Linked DNA regions of Zea mays: all the other regions are linked to region 1. A link is a contact called in public Hi-C data. All regions are on one chromosome and are shown on one strand. Each heading gives the region's core, a stretch centred on a gene start, on an enhancer-like site or on the middle of the called end of the contact. The rest is flanking DNA. Distances are from core to core; before and after follow the strand shown. Region 1 holds the start of LOC100280092. Region 2 holds the start of LOC100273447 (grx_S12-glutaredoxin subgroup I). Region 3 holds the start of LOC100280021 (putative SET-domain containing protein family).

What was found. A called contact is a pair of places that touch in the nucleus more often than the background predicts.
Region 2: a Hi-C map of leaf shows a contact between it and region 1, with 2.9 times the contacts expected there. The contact joins the promoter of LOC100273447 here to the promoter of LOC100280092 in region 1. A contact is called at or near these places in 2 of 25 Hi-C or Micro-C datasets (ear and leaf).
Region 3: a contact with region 1 is called in a Hi-C map of ear, with 4 times the contacts expected there. The contact joins the promoter of LOC100280021 here to the promoter of LOC100280092 in region 1. A contact is called at or near these places in 4 of 25 Hi-C or Micro-C datasets (ear, leaf and tassel).

The regions. Positions count from the first base shown.
Region 1 is chr4:50,372,148-50,377,113 of Zm-B73-REFERENCE-NAM-5.0, reverse strand. LOC100280092 reads left to right here and starts at 2,225. Exons shown (of 6, transcript NM_001153030.1): 1 at 2,225-2,549; 2 at 3,399-3,500; 3 at 3,639-3,714; 4 at 3,890-3,960; 5 at 4,055-4,140; 6 at 4,236-4,605. The coding sequence starts at 2,379. The coding sequence ends at 4,293.
Region 2 is chr4:50,882,289-50,887,254 of Zm-B73-REFERENCE-NAM-5.0, reverse strand. LOC100273447 (grx_S12-glutaredoxin subgroup I) reads right to left here and starts at 2,657. Exons shown (of 5, transcript NM_001147884.1): 1 at 2,308-2,657; 2 at 2,118-2,191; 3 at 843-917. The coding sequence starts at 2,591.
Region 3 is chr4:50,772,033-50,776,998 of Zm-B73-REFERENCE-NAM-5.0, reverse strand. It overlaps LOC100280021 (putative SET-domain containing protein family), which reads left to right and starts at 2,652. Exons shown (of 9, transcript NM_001152966.1): 1 at 2,652-2,927; 2 at 3,593-3,863; 3 at 3,962-4,430; 4 at 4,833-4,966. The coding sequence starts at 3,657.

The sequences.
Region 1 (4,966 bases), core at 976-3,475:
CGGACATGTTCGATGGTACACCGGACATGTCCGGTGACCCTCCTGACCGTTGCCATGCTGTCGTGCCAACGATGATCTCGCGGTCGACCATTAGCGCGAGCAAAGAGTCGTTGCTCGCCTGGCGCACCGGACATGTCCGGTGCATACCGAACTGTCCGGTAATTTTTAACTAGCGAGCCACGACGTTTTTGCAGGAGCAACCAGTTTGGGCCAGCCGACCAGGCCAGCATCAGACATGTCCGGTGCACACCATACTGTCCAATGGTGCCTAGTCTAGCCTAACTTCTCCTCTATTGTGCCAAACTTCTGCCCTTCTTTTTGGCTCGACTTGAGAAGTTCCCTAGCACTTGGATGAACATTGTTAGTAACTAAAACAGTTGACTAGGTGCTAGAATTATACCTTTGCAACTTCATTTCAATAGGATTTGCAATATGTGCAAACTCAAGCCTAAAAAGTACTTTCCTCTCCAAAATGAGTTAGGGCCCAAACACAAGTATTAGAACCATTGTAAAGGACCTATGCAACATCTTTAGAAGTGCAAACCTCACACTTATACAATTTCTCAAAGTTGCATATTTAGGTCCATGTTTGTGCTCTTTTGGACTTGACATCTTCAATTTGCTCTTTATATACATGTGCTCATGCTCATACAAAGATGGTTAGTTCATAGTGGTGTGTTGAGCCCTTAATCACTAAAACACTTAGAAATAGCCCAAGGGCACATTTCTCTTTCAAGGGGTGTCGGTCCGCCTCCCACTCATGATCTATCGAGCTGAGGCTGAGTGCCCTAGCAATCTACAAGCCCTGCAACACAACGAGCCACGCCGAGACTTAAGCTACGGAGGCCAAGGGTTGGTCTGCCACAGATAAAGCAGTGATGATGCCAGAACCCCTTGTCGCCCACACGCAGCCGGGATTAATGAGCCTGGCTAGTGAGCGCAGACGACTAAGGCAAATACCGACAAACAGGTTTCTACCGGCGGTAGAATGCTTCATTCTACCAGGGCAAAGTAACTCCTTCCCCAAGAAGCTACCTGTAAACACTCCTGGTCTATAAAAGGAGGGTCTGACGAGACGCGGAAGAGAGGACACACGGAGGACTACGGAGGCCAAAGCCAAGGAATGCACCGCCATAACCCCCAAGACTTAGTAGAGAACACCAGATTCGTAGTTCTTAGGTCCAACCACGCATAAGATACTTAGGAGCCCCTCCCTCTCTCGCCCCGCTTATAACCCCCTACAATAAGCATTGAGCAACAAGGTGTTTGTAGCACAAGCCACCGAAGACTGGATGTAGGGACATTGCCCGAAGCAGTATAAATCTTGTGCCCACTGAGCACATCATCTAGATCTAGAACGCGCACAAACAAATTTACTTGTTAGGCAACTAAACATATCCTAAGGACTTGTTTGGTTTATTTAGTCACCTGACTAAACCTTTCCACTAAAGTACCATGTTTAGTTTAAGTGACTAAATCTGACTAAAGAGCGCACATGGAAGAAGGGATGATGGATGTAGTAAAAATATCACTTTAGCCACTTTTAGTCACCCTCATGGTGACTAGAGGACTAAACTTTAGTATGAGACTTCTAGTCACCATGTTTGTCTCTTTAGGGACTAAATATGACTGAAGTTTAGTCACTCTGAACCAAACAGGCCCTAAGAGCAAATTTAATAATATAATCAACTGCTGGTTGTAAGCATTCTCGATGTCCACCTTTTAGTCTATGTGTATAGTTGTTAGCTCTTTACTATTAATGCATGGCCATTTGTCTCTCACAAAAAATCTTGGTTTTTGTATCAAGCCAGTTGTAACTTTACAGACCACTCCTTCTCTCTCCTCTTCTCTCTTAACACTTTACTTTTTACCCTCTTCTTTGATCTTCAAGTGCTAAAATTCAGCTAAAAATATACTGCTGAACTTTAACATCATATATCCAAACATGCCCTAAGTCAAAAAGATTATTGGACCAATACTCGCCTCGGCTGCTGCAGGGGAACTGAGGAAGAAGAACGTTGGTAATCCAATGGTAATTACTAGTCATCTATTACGGTGCTCTTGTAATTCAATGATAATTACTCACCTAATACGGTGTGGTCTTGTAATTCAATGGTAATTACTCACCTACTACGGTGCTACTAGTCCTGCCCAATAAAATGTTCTTATTAAATGTGCTGTCAGCAGCAGCACCTGCCCGGTCAGAATCATTGATTGATGTGTTTGTTGGATTAGTCAAGATCTCTCACTGATTCGCAGCATCCCCCTCTGTTTCTCCATGATCTGTTCCTTCTCCTGGCTGTTCTCCAGTTGACTTGCTCCATCGCCTCTCCACGACTAGAGGAGGGAGGAGGGGAGCTCTGATCGATTCACCCAAGATGTCTGAGGTGGTGGCGATGGCGGGGCAGGCCTACATGAAGCAGCTGCAGGCCCACCCGCTGCGCACCAAGGCTATCACCTCCGGCGTCCTGGCCGGCTGCAGCGACGCCGTCGCTCAGAAGATCTCCGGTGTTTCCAAGCTCCAACTCAGGAGGCTCCTCCTCATCGCGGTGCGCTATTCTTCCTTTCTTTTGCGTTTTAGGCGTTCTTGCTTTAGTTGATTTGAGTAACTGCTTGTCGCCTACCCGAAATTCAGACAGCTGGTGTTCTCACTCGATTCAGTAGTTTTTATCTGGATTTCGTTAATCGGCCATCAGGTCAATCGTTACCTTAAAAGGTTTGTTTCTTGGGTCCTGCTGTGCAGTTAGTGGAATTATGCCTAGCTGATGAGCAGCACGGTCAGAGTGGCTTCTCAACACAAAAATGCGTTTTTCTTTAGTTTGTTCCGGGCAGCCGAATGAAAACAATCGATGTAGCCCTGCTAGTGGGACGGGAATCCACACGATTGGTCATTGATGTAGACTGCAAATCAGAAAACAAGTTTAATACGTGAAATATATAGGCTGATATAAACGTCTACCGCATAGATCCACGGATCACCAACAACTAGACTGCCATTTTCACTCAGTCACAGACCTTGCTCGACCTCAGAGAATCAAGCTTAGTACAGTCTGTAGCTCAGCGACCCACGCAAATCTAGTATTTTTCTTGTGCAAAGGAAACTGTCATCTTATCCAAGTACTCTCTCCATCCCAAAAAAGACTGTCTAGATTCATAGCTAAACGACACTCCTTTCGGATGTGTGTGTGTGAGAGAGAGAGAATATGAGATCATATGTATGCATAAAAATTAACCTGCTGGTAAATTGGACAGCTCTCTGGCCACTAGTTCAATCAACTGGACCAAGTGCCAAAGAAATGTCATAATTTACATATTAGCAATTATGTTTGGATTTCAATACCCACACTTCTGATTCAGTGGTTCTTATTTTCATTTGTTGACTATGTGCAATGCAACAGCTATATGGATTTGCATACGCGGGACCGTTTGGACATTTCCTCCACAAGCTCATGGATAGGTTTTTCAAGGGAAAGAAAGGAAAAGAAACTACAGCCAAGAAGGTATGTAACTGCCTTTCTTTCCGGATGAACCATCAAGATTTCTCAAATGCAATTTCCTGTACCTTTTTACTCCAAGGTATGTAACCTGAGGACAATCATGACCAAGGTACCGCTTTTTTGCTCATTTGTCATGTGTAGGTCTTAGTAGAGCAGCTGACCGCATCTCCATGGAACAACATGATGTTTATGATGTATTTTGGTCTGGTGGTTGAAGGTATATATATAATCTCTACTGGAAAGTTCATTGTGTATCACAATAAAACATGTTTCTGTCCATTGTTCAAGTTTCCTTACAGACAACTGCATGTTGCGTCGCACAGTATACAAACAACTGGACATGTTTTGTGTTGTGAGAAATAATCAGTATTTGCAATTTGCATGAATTCCAGGGAGACCATTTGGACAAGTAAAGAACAAGGTGAAGAAGGATTATGCATCTGTCCAACTCACAGCTTGGAGGGTATGCTTTTTCTGTTGGGGAATCGATGCATCAATCCATGGTTTATTTTCTAGTGACTTTGGGGGTTTTTTTTGTTTTTTGTTTTTTTGTGCAGTTCTGGCCAATTGTAAGTTGGATCAACTATGAGTACATGCCACTCCAGCTCCGAGTTCTTTTCCACAGCTTTGTCGCCTCCTGCTGGTAACACCTACTATATGTTTAGCAGTTAGCATCTTGTCGTGCCGTTTTGGCTTGTGAGAATTATGCTTGACTTTTGTTTGAATTTTCTATTACAGGGCGGTGTTTTTGAACCTCAAGGCAGCAAGATCGATCGCAAATACTAAGAAGGCATAGAGGCAGCTATCTATACCAGGAGCGGAAGTCATGATTTGAGTTGAAAACCAGTATATATTCTAGACTTCCGTTGTAACACCTGAATTCTTTTCCAGCAGGAGAGGAACCGAGTCGTATTGTTTGCCATGAAAAGTTTGCTCCTTTTCATTTCCATAGCTGCTGTTCTCTCTTCATTTCGAAAAAAAATGTTGTTTGCTCGCCTCGTCGAAGTGATCACGTGTACTTCTAGTTCTAGTGGAACTTAGTTTGTGCAGAAAGAATATGTACTCGCTAACTTGTATCTAAAGCATATATGTTTTTCACATCGAATAACTGGATTGCATTCAGCCCGATTCAAATGCGATGGGAGGTACATGTACTTTAGAGTTGGAAGTTGAGTACTTCCTCCGCTAAAAAAAGATATAATTCTTGTATTTTTTTAAAAAATAGGTTTAACCCAATTTATATAAGAATACATTAAAATTTATGACATAAATTAATAATACCTTCGTTTTCAAATATTTATCGTTTCTTAGTTCATTTTTGAACTAAAACACGATAAATAAAAAAGAAAGGTGAGAGTATTATATTAGATTAATTACTTTCGAGATATCAATACGAATAACATGAACGAGGTGAACAATGCCGTTTTCTTTCAAACACGGATACTGGACTGATTCCCCTGCGGCGAGGG
Region 2 (4,966 bases), core at 1,408-3,907, 510 kb before region 1:
GCGACCACGACTCATGTGCGCCATCAGGGGTACGCGCCCTGGCCATCGATCTCCTATCATAGTTATTAAAGCGGTAAGGCGACATAAGGCGATCGACCCCTTTTTACCTTTTAGGCAGTCAAGCGTAAGGCGAGGTGACACCTTAATTATATAGATAAATGTAAAAATTAGACCAAATATTAGTTACATATCACTAAATAGAAGGTAATAAGCACGCTAGCACAACTGCAAGGCCTCCTAGTAGGCCCATTATAGCCTAGTAGAAGAGAAAAATAGGAAAAAGAAAAAGGGAAAAGAAAGAAGCCCATTACCAATTACCCCAGCCTAGCCCAACACCAAAATTTTAGGGTTAACCACACCATTCCAGTTCCATAGTCGCCAGTTCTCCTTCGTCGTAGCGTTGCCTCCCTACAGCTTCTCCCTCACCACAGCCACCCTACGTCATCACGCGACCCACACCAATGCCGCTGCTCTTCCTCGCGTGTCACCGCCGCCTCTTCCCCTAACCTTACTCTTGCGACAAGGTGACATGACGTCTTCCTTCTCACGGTCGCCTTACCGCTTAAGCGTTGCTTCACTTTAGTGGCGCTTAAGCGGCGCCTTAATAACTATGCCACGATAGGATTCCACATCCTATCAGATGCATGTGTGGATTAATTTCCATGCAGTAACAAACTACAAATGGGACACATGTATTGGTATTGGCACTTAGTGGCACCACCCGCAAAAATCCCTAATTGATATGAAAAATCATTGGGTGACTTTGCTACTTAGTCATGAAGAAAAGGAAAATGATAGGTTATACAGTAAAAATGACGGTGAGAAAGGGAAAGTTGGCATACCGATGAAAACATTAGGAACAGTAGACTGTCCAGTCAGCCTCTCTAATACCTTCTGTATTTGTGGTCCTTGAGCACCTGAAAGGGATTAGCCGTCAGTTGCATAAGAGCATCAACATGAAAATTGATATATAATAATCACTGCATTACTATTTGTTTCTCATTTTCAGTAGGAAATAACTACCAAAAAATCACAACCCTTCAGATCATGCGACTTAGTAAAAACACAAGCATAGCAAAGGTACATTTAGATAAGCTGGCATGGCCAACTTCACTAGCACACTCAAAACAGATAGGAATAAAAAAGTATGCAGAAAACCCTTGTGCCTATGAGCATGCCAAATGCATTAAACTATCTCCAGCAGCTTACCCATTCACATCCCCGTATTCAAACTCCACTCTGCGAACAGTACAGTCTACAGTACAAAACAGTATTTTAGGTAACCATATAGGTAAACTGCTGAACACGGTCTTATGTCTGGTACGAGTAAAACAAGTATATGCAATAGTTCAAGGTACGGTTCAACTGGTAGTGCTTTTGCATATTATTGGATTTGTAGCTGATGGTGACAAAGAAGAAAATCAAATGCAACTATGAACATGTGGGTTATTATAACTGGTTGGCAAAGTGGAGAATGAGAGGAAAGGAGCCTGAAACAAAAACTGTGTATGAGATTCATACACGTTCCATGAAGCACAGTGCACAACTACCGCATATTCATTTCAAACAGGGCAAAAACTGGTGATGGCCATAGCACACTTGACCAACTGAACATGACTAGCGGTGTCAATACATGGTTGTTGATAGTGTCCATGGTAGGAAAAGGAAAGTCACAAGCCACAAGATATCGATGCTCAATTCTGATGGAGCAATGTTATGCTTTTACAGGTTCAGGCTAGGCAAATTTTAACCTTATACCTGATATAGTGATTTGGCAATAGTGTCAGTTCTTGATGGTGTTGGGTGTGCAAGAGCACAGGATCAAACATTTATAACAGCCTCAACCAGTTAACCCAAATTGTCCAGGCGTGCAGCTAAAGAAACCCTAGAGTTTGAACAGCAGAAAACATCTCCATCTCGAAGTTCAAAACAATTCAGTAACATTGCCACCTGATTGCCCACGGACATGGGGTATAGTCCGGTTGCACAATCAATGGTCATGATACATGATTTCATATATGATAGCCCTTTAAATGAATATGAATCAAACAGAGCTACTCAGTTCAGTTCCTTGCCCTGGAAGGAAGGACATGAATGAAGCTGGAAAGAGGACGAACCGAGATGGTCAAGCTCGATAACATGGGGCTGCACACCGATCCGCTTGAAGAGCGCCTTCACCTCCATGCAATATCTACCGACGTTGAGCATGCCATGGAATCAGTCAATTAGATGAGGTGATGGCGAATCAAAGCTAATGAATCAATGCTAGTTGCCTAGTTTTAGCTCAGTTGGGGCTATTAATCTTACGAGCACCATGACTTGGAGTAGATGACAACGGGGTTGTCGGCCACCGTCTTCTTGACGGACTCCTCCATCCGCGAACCGAATGAAGAGTCCGGTGATGGAGAGGATGAGGAAGCCCTGGCGGCGACGGCCCTGGCATGACGTGCGGCGAAGCACAGGCGGGGGCGGGAACGAGGTAGCAAACAGGGGAGAGAAAGGGGAAGGCCAAGAGTGGCCGTGGGGAGGCGGCAGAGAGTCATGCCGGACTGCTGCTGCTGCTGCTGCGGCGGCGGCGGCGGCGGCGGCATCTGAGCCCAGCGGTGTCGGAATCTCTCTGGAGTCCTCTCGTCTCTCCGGCCACAACACGATGGGATTCGTCTCTGGATGGATTTCCTTCGTGGGCTGGGCTTAGAAGTCCAACAGCATCCATCCAGCTCTAGACCTCTAGCCAGCCCATGGCACTGTTTTGGGTCAGACACATGCACTATAAACCTGACCCCAAAAAAACTGACTCGAGTTTGCATAAAGTAAGAGCATCTCTATAACTTCTAAAAATCAGTTTTAAGGAGCATCTCGAAAAATATTGAGAATAGAATTTAACCATTTCTCCAACAGTTCCTTTAAAAATGGATCAAAAATATTTTAAATTAAGCCAAGTCAGCCTTGACTCATGTTGATAGGTTTCATGGGTGTGTTTTCTTCTTTCGCAGCTTTGACGTCTCCCCATCGACCAAATATGGGCTGCCATCAAAGGTCGCTGGTGGTACGTGGTCCAGCGAGGGAGGAGTAATGGCGGGCATGAGCGATAGCAAAGGCTAAACCGGCGACAGGGATCCAATAGCGAATCGCGTGACGGTAGATGCTGAATAGCGAGGGCACGCTGCCGCGCGCGAACGGTGAGGTTGTGTGAACGACAAGGATGCAGCGAGCAGTGGCAGGCGACGAGGTTGCGCGCGCAACGGCAAACTACGAGGTTGCGCGGCCACAGGGGCGGATAGACATCAAACAAACACGCGAAAGCGGTAAAAAGGAAAATCAACTCAATTCTGCGCGCGGTTGTGTTTCTGGGGAGCCCAAACTCTCTTTTTCTAGCTACAAATGAGAGAGTTTTAAGTGCTATGAAAAAGTTAGGACACTTTAGGGGACTGTTGGAGTCAAGTTTTTTTTGTTTTTTCTTAGAAAAACTTAATTTAGGGAGAGACTTTTGGGGAGCATCTCCAAAAGCTCCCTTAAATTTCCCCTAACTTAACATTATAGGGGAGAAGAAAAAATTTAGGGCCCCTTTGGCACGGCTCCGACTCTGGCTTCTTGGTTTCTCTAGAGGAGCCAGATCCGTTTTTGAATTCATTTGGCAAAGCAATTTCTCACGGTAAGACGGTGGCAGGGGCTATAATTTCGTTAAACATTATTGTGTGCAGGACAGAAGAAGCCGGTAGAAGCCTTTCTGGTGCTTCGGCTCCTAATAGCAAAACGGCTCTGGCTCCTTGATGGCTCTCGACGAGAAGCCATTTTTAAGATTGTTTGGCACGGCTTCACTAAAAGCCAGAGGAGAAGTCGTCCCGAGAGCCCTGTTAAACGGGCATAAAGCCTCCAATAGGTCTCATAAACCTTCTTTAATTTTTTCATAGCCCTTAAACTTTCCCAATCTATAGCTACAAATAGGGGATGTTTTGGTTAAAAAAATTCCCGCTCGCCCATCCCATGTATCTAGCCGGCCCATTTTTCTTCCCACCGAGATTTGCCCACCAACTATAGGTGTACATTTGGGTCGGGCCTGATGGGCCGGCCCGAAGCACAGAAAAAAGCACGGCCCAGGCACGGCACAGACTGAAATATTTTAGTGTCGGGCTGGCACGGCCCGATATATCGGGCCGGGTTTGGGCCGAGGTCGCGGCCCATGGGCGGGCACGAGCACGACCCGTTTAAGGCAGGCACGAAATGGCCCATATAAAGACACGAAAAGACCCATATATTTATTAAAACCACACTTCATTCCACACTTTCATGTACTTTATAAAGAACACAAAGCTAGAGATAATGCTAGTTAGATGTTTTTTGTAACTTTGAATTAGAGTATGTGATGTAATTTTACTTTTGTTATGAACATTAGATAATGAACTGAACTTACGAACTTTGTATAGAGCTGATTATACTCTTTTGTCTTCTGACAAAATGATTTATAAACGAGGTAGTCATTGCATAGCTCTGGTAACTTAATACAAATATTAAGTTTGCTTTTGGTCAAATTTATTTATCTTATCTTTTATTTGCTTTATTAAATTTGTGTTGAATTTAGGGCTTTGATGTGAATTCCGGGCCCTGATGTGAATTTCGGACCAAAAACTGAATTTTGGGCCAAAAATTGAATTTCGGGCCCTAATGTGAATTTCGGGCCAAAATTGTATTTCAGGTTTTTATAATTTCGGGCCGCCCGAAATGAGCCCGGCACGTTGAAGCAATTACGTGACGGGCCGTGGGCCGGCCCGGCATGGCCCGAAATCCAAACAATACGGGCCTTTTCGGGCTTGGGCCAGGCCGGGCGGGCGGCCCGAATGTACACCTATAGAACTAGCTAGACAATATCTTCACCAAGCCTTTAGATGAGAAAAGGTTTTGCAGGTTGCGTAGTGAGCTAAATGTCTTAGATTCGCGGAACTTGGATTGATCTATATCATACATGTGC
Region 3 (4,966 bases), core at 1,403-3,902, 400 kb before region 1:
ACCACAAAAGAAATCCCAACATGTATGCAAAAGTGTATAATTATTTTTATTATTCTTCTTAGTTCTCTAAAAAGTGTGCTTCGAAACATGAACCACACATTTTTTAAATTTTCATAGATACTTCTTTGAATGTATACTCTAAATTTCATTATTTATTTGTTTAGGACAAATTAATATATTTGCCATGAATTAATATATATATATATATATTTGTAAAGGGATTAATAAATAGCTTGAAGCATTTCTTTTATTTATTGTTCCATGTTTTACATTTAAGTTTTGGATCCAAGTTTTGAATACCAAATTCTCGCTACTATTACTTATTTACTTCCGAGAGATATACATTATAAAGAAAAATTATTATTAATAGACATCTTATCTCGAATCTTTTGGAGAATTATTTAAATCACCAAAATATGATTTTGGGTGTTACACATCTCCATGTCCATAACTTGTAAAATGTAGTCACCAACTAATACTAGGGGTGGGTATTTTAAAACCCCCGAACCTGAACCAAACCCGAATAGACCGAATTGTCGGTCCATTCGGGTTTTTGGGTTCAGGTTCAGTTCCTATATATGCTATATTTCGGGGTATGGGTTCGAGTTCGGTTCCTAACCTTTCAAACCTGAATAGATCGAATAATCCAAAATATAAAAAAGCTCTTAACATGTGATGGTATTATTATATGATTTATGAACTTATTAGCTAAAAATTATGATATCATCTTAATGATAGTATATATATATATATATATATTTGTATGCTATTTTTATAGTCACTTGTTGTAATAATAGTACTTTCAATTAATTATTCATTGTATATATTTTAGCAAAAGATACTAGTCTCTATTATTTGAGTCTATTCGGTGGACCAAATAGACCGAACCGAAATTGTTAGTCTATTCGGATTCGGTTTTTAAAATTATTTTGAAAATTTCGGTTCTCATTTTTCAGAACCTAAAATTTCAAAAACCCGAATAGACCGAACCGAATTACCCTAATAGACCGAATGCCCAGCCCTAACTAATACACGTGCTGGTCATCGACTCTGACCAGGGACACCATTTAGAATAACCATACAAGTAAAGAATCTCACAAACAATTCATATAATTGCTAATCAATACAAGGTGCCTTTCATGGATATTCAATTAATATATATATATATATATATATATATATATATATATATATATATATATATATATATATAATATTATGGATACAAAGAAATATACTCATCTCTATAAACATCTCTAGGGCATATTTCTAACAGCGTCATCTAGCGGATACCGGCCGCGGTTGCGAAAATGGGGCATCACGCCCTCTCTTCTCCCCCTCTTTTGGGGGGCTGCTAGAATGTCCCTCTGCGTCAGGTGTTTTTCGCGTCCACGCCCGCGAACCGCTGCAAACAGACCAAACACCCCTGCTTTTGATAATAGGTTTCATCACCGTAGAAGAGCTTTTGAATGACATGTCAGCTTCATCAATGATCCATCAGTTGCCAAAACAACAATGCCATCAAGAGGAGCTTCGCATAGGGCGCTTAGGATCACAATACACCCAATGCAAAATGTTTGGCGTTCATCATCCAAGATGATCCAGACCGAATAAGAGCAAGAAGCAGATTTATTAAAATCACACACAATTAGCGTGCAAACATAGATAGAGGATTACATAAGGTGGCAACAACGACAGAGAATGACTTATCTAATCGATCTGTTTCAATTCTTGGGAAGGAAGCTAAACTAGTGTTGCATGAAATACGAACCTTGAATTACGGCTGACCAACAACAGGTCGACTCGATAAGCCCCTCCTTTTAAAACTCCTCTCGGATGATGAGCTTGGTAGAAATAGAAACCTAGCAATTTTGCCTATAGGAACAAAAAGATTGATATATCTACTTGGCTGGCGGCAACAGTGGCTCGCCTAGGAGCGTTTGCTGCTGCAGCTCTAGGTCATTGAGCTGCTGCTCCTGGTCCATCTCGATGATGAGCGGCAGTCCCAGCACCAGAAAAAGGTTGACCCCGCAATCCACGCCGCCTTCCCTGTGCTACACATAAGCTTCTTCGCATTGCACTACTGCGCCACAACCTCCGACTGGGAGAGGGCGACCAGGATGCCGTCCCCAGTCCCCACCGTCGTCGCCACACCTGAGAGCTGAAGATTGCGACATCCTAGAAAGAGAGAGAGGGAGCTAAGGTTTAGTGGGGAGGCTAAAGGGATTAAGGGAATGAAGGAACTCGGTGTCACGATGATAGGGCTGAGATTTCTTTTTACTTAGGTGTTGTTTGGTTCACATATTTGTAACGTGAACAATAACCTTGAAATATGTTTATTTAAATCTAACCGTAATTATATATCATACTAGAAATTGATATCGTGCAATTCAAACTTATTACCGCTAATAATCAAATATAAATTATTATCATTGTCAATTACGTTATATTTCATGAACGACACCTTAATACTTGCGATACGTCAAACATGGACCTTTCTTGGCTGCGTTGCGCTTCATTTGGGCCTCTTGGCCCAGTTCAGAAGGAATGATGGTCGCTGGGTCGGCCCAAATCATGATGGCATGGCCTCGCCTTTCCCATTTGATCGCCCAGGTCGAACAACAGGTCAGTGACCCATCCGCTCGCCGCGCCTTGTTGCCTTCCTTTGTTGTTGGTTGGGGGGACCTGGGAAGAAGAGAGAAACCCCAGCAGACGCCAGAGGAAGAGAGAAAACCCCAAGTCCTCCTCGCCTCTTCCGCCTTTCCTCTTCCCCCTTCCTAGTATAGACAATCATCAATCTGTGAGATTGGCGAGCGAATCACGCATACAACTGTAGGATGGAGCGGGGAATGAATGCCTCCCCTGATTGCAGTTAATCCTTCCCATTCCAGTCCGTTCCTCGTCCACTGGAGTCCGTTGAAGTACAGGTGTGTCTCTTTTCCTTCCTGTTCTCCTCCCCTCCTCCCTTCCTCCGTCACTATTCATTCATCTCCCTTCTCACGCATCGTATGTGGTGGATCCACTGCGGATTTTCCTGTTGTAGCACTTGAGGTCACCTTTCATTTCATTTAAGCATCTTTCTTATACTGGTTCTTAACAGGGAAAAAAAGACTGACCATTTTTTAAGGTGCGGGTGCGTTCTAATGTTTTCAACGATTCTCGTAAACCTAAGCTACCATTTTAGTTCATGCATTGGGCTCTGGAAAACCTAAGCCACCATTCAGTTCAGGCATTAGGGATTTTGTGTCTTCCTTCGAGGCACACAAAAAAATGGCTCTCATTTTTAGTACCGTCGTATCTTTTTCTATTTTGTATTTCGTCTTGTTTTTTTTTTGGTGCGATCTGATCTGTTCTGACGATTCTGGCGGGGGAAAAAAAATTAACGACCCAACCTTGGGGATTGGTACCTTCGTTTGGTCACGCCTTATTTTCTCTTACTTTCATGGGTTTTGCTTGCATCGGCTACTGCTCATAACAAACAGTACTAGTACTGTATAGTATTCGGTTGCATGCATTTTGTGCAACTTGAGTAGTTTATTTTGCCCAGTTATAAAGTGTTTGACCATTTTCTTGCCCATGGCGCTCGCCACAGGCTGCAGTAGGACAGGGAGCAACCGCCACCATAGCTGTTCGCCATTTCTTCCATCAACACCAACATGAGCAGCAACAAGGAAAGGGCCAAGAAGGCATTGAACGCCATGAAGCTGCTTGGTTTCTCTAAGAAGCAGGCCACCCCAGTACTCAAGGAACTCCTCAACATCTTCAACAACAACTGGGAGCCCATTGAGGATGAGTGCTATCGTGCCCTCGCTGATGCCATCCTCGATAGGCAAGACAACAAACAAACCCCTCCCTCCCAACAGGTCATCATTCTCCTATCTACCTCGCTTACAACAGGTTATACCTTCCTTTCTTCTCCATTAACTCCTTACTGCTGTTCATTATCGATATTTTTTATCAGGGCAACCAAGCAGCACATGCGCACTCGGAGCACGATCGGCAACAATATGTTTCTGCTATTCACGATGACAGAGGCGAAGATGATAATGAAACGCCCCTGGTGAAGAGGCCCAGGATGGGCACGGCTAATTTCAGGGCAGAGTTGCAGCCATTTGAGTCTGGACCACAGCAACCCACTGTTTCAACCCAAGGTGCTCTGTCTGTTTCGCCACAAAACAGTCGTGGAGTAACTAGGTCCTTGACTGTAGTGCTGCAAGATGCTGGGTGTGAATATCCTTTAGCTGTCGATGATTCTTTCATCGTGAAAGAACCCAAACCAGAACCACAAATTGATATAGCAGAAATCAACATTGGTGACCATTTAACTGAACCACAAGTTGATATAGCAGAAATCAGTGTCGGTGACCATTTAACTGATCGAGATTTTCTGACTGGTCCTGATGCCATACAGCTCAGTGATGGATCTTCAGGTAAAGTTTTTCTTGATTTCCTCAACGTCATGTTCAATGTGCTACAATGACTAGATGCATTCATGTCTGTATTTGTCATTCGTTTAGCTACAGCTGAATGTGTGTTTTGTACATATGTTATGTTCTTTATAAATCAAACTGAATGTTACAGTATGACCTCCCCAGTTTCACACTAGTTCTTTTATACAAAAGCTATGTCTATGTTTGTATTTATCATTCTTTTTTTTGTTTCAGCAGAATTGTGCATTTTATACATGTGTTTATGTGCTGTATAAATCAAACTGAAAATTGTATTAGACCTGCCCTGTGCACACTGTAAATGTAACAAAAAAATCCTATATTTTCTAAAACATCAATTTGGTGCAAAATTATGATAACTGAACGTTGCAGAACAAACTGCAGGTTCTGGTGCAAGAGGCAGCATGGTCAAACAAGCTCAAAGTCTGGGTAGGAGCAAGCAAAAAGCCCCATTGTGCAAGAATGGGGTAGGGTCTATGATTCAAAATACTCAGGAGACATCGTTTGTGGAGGTGGAT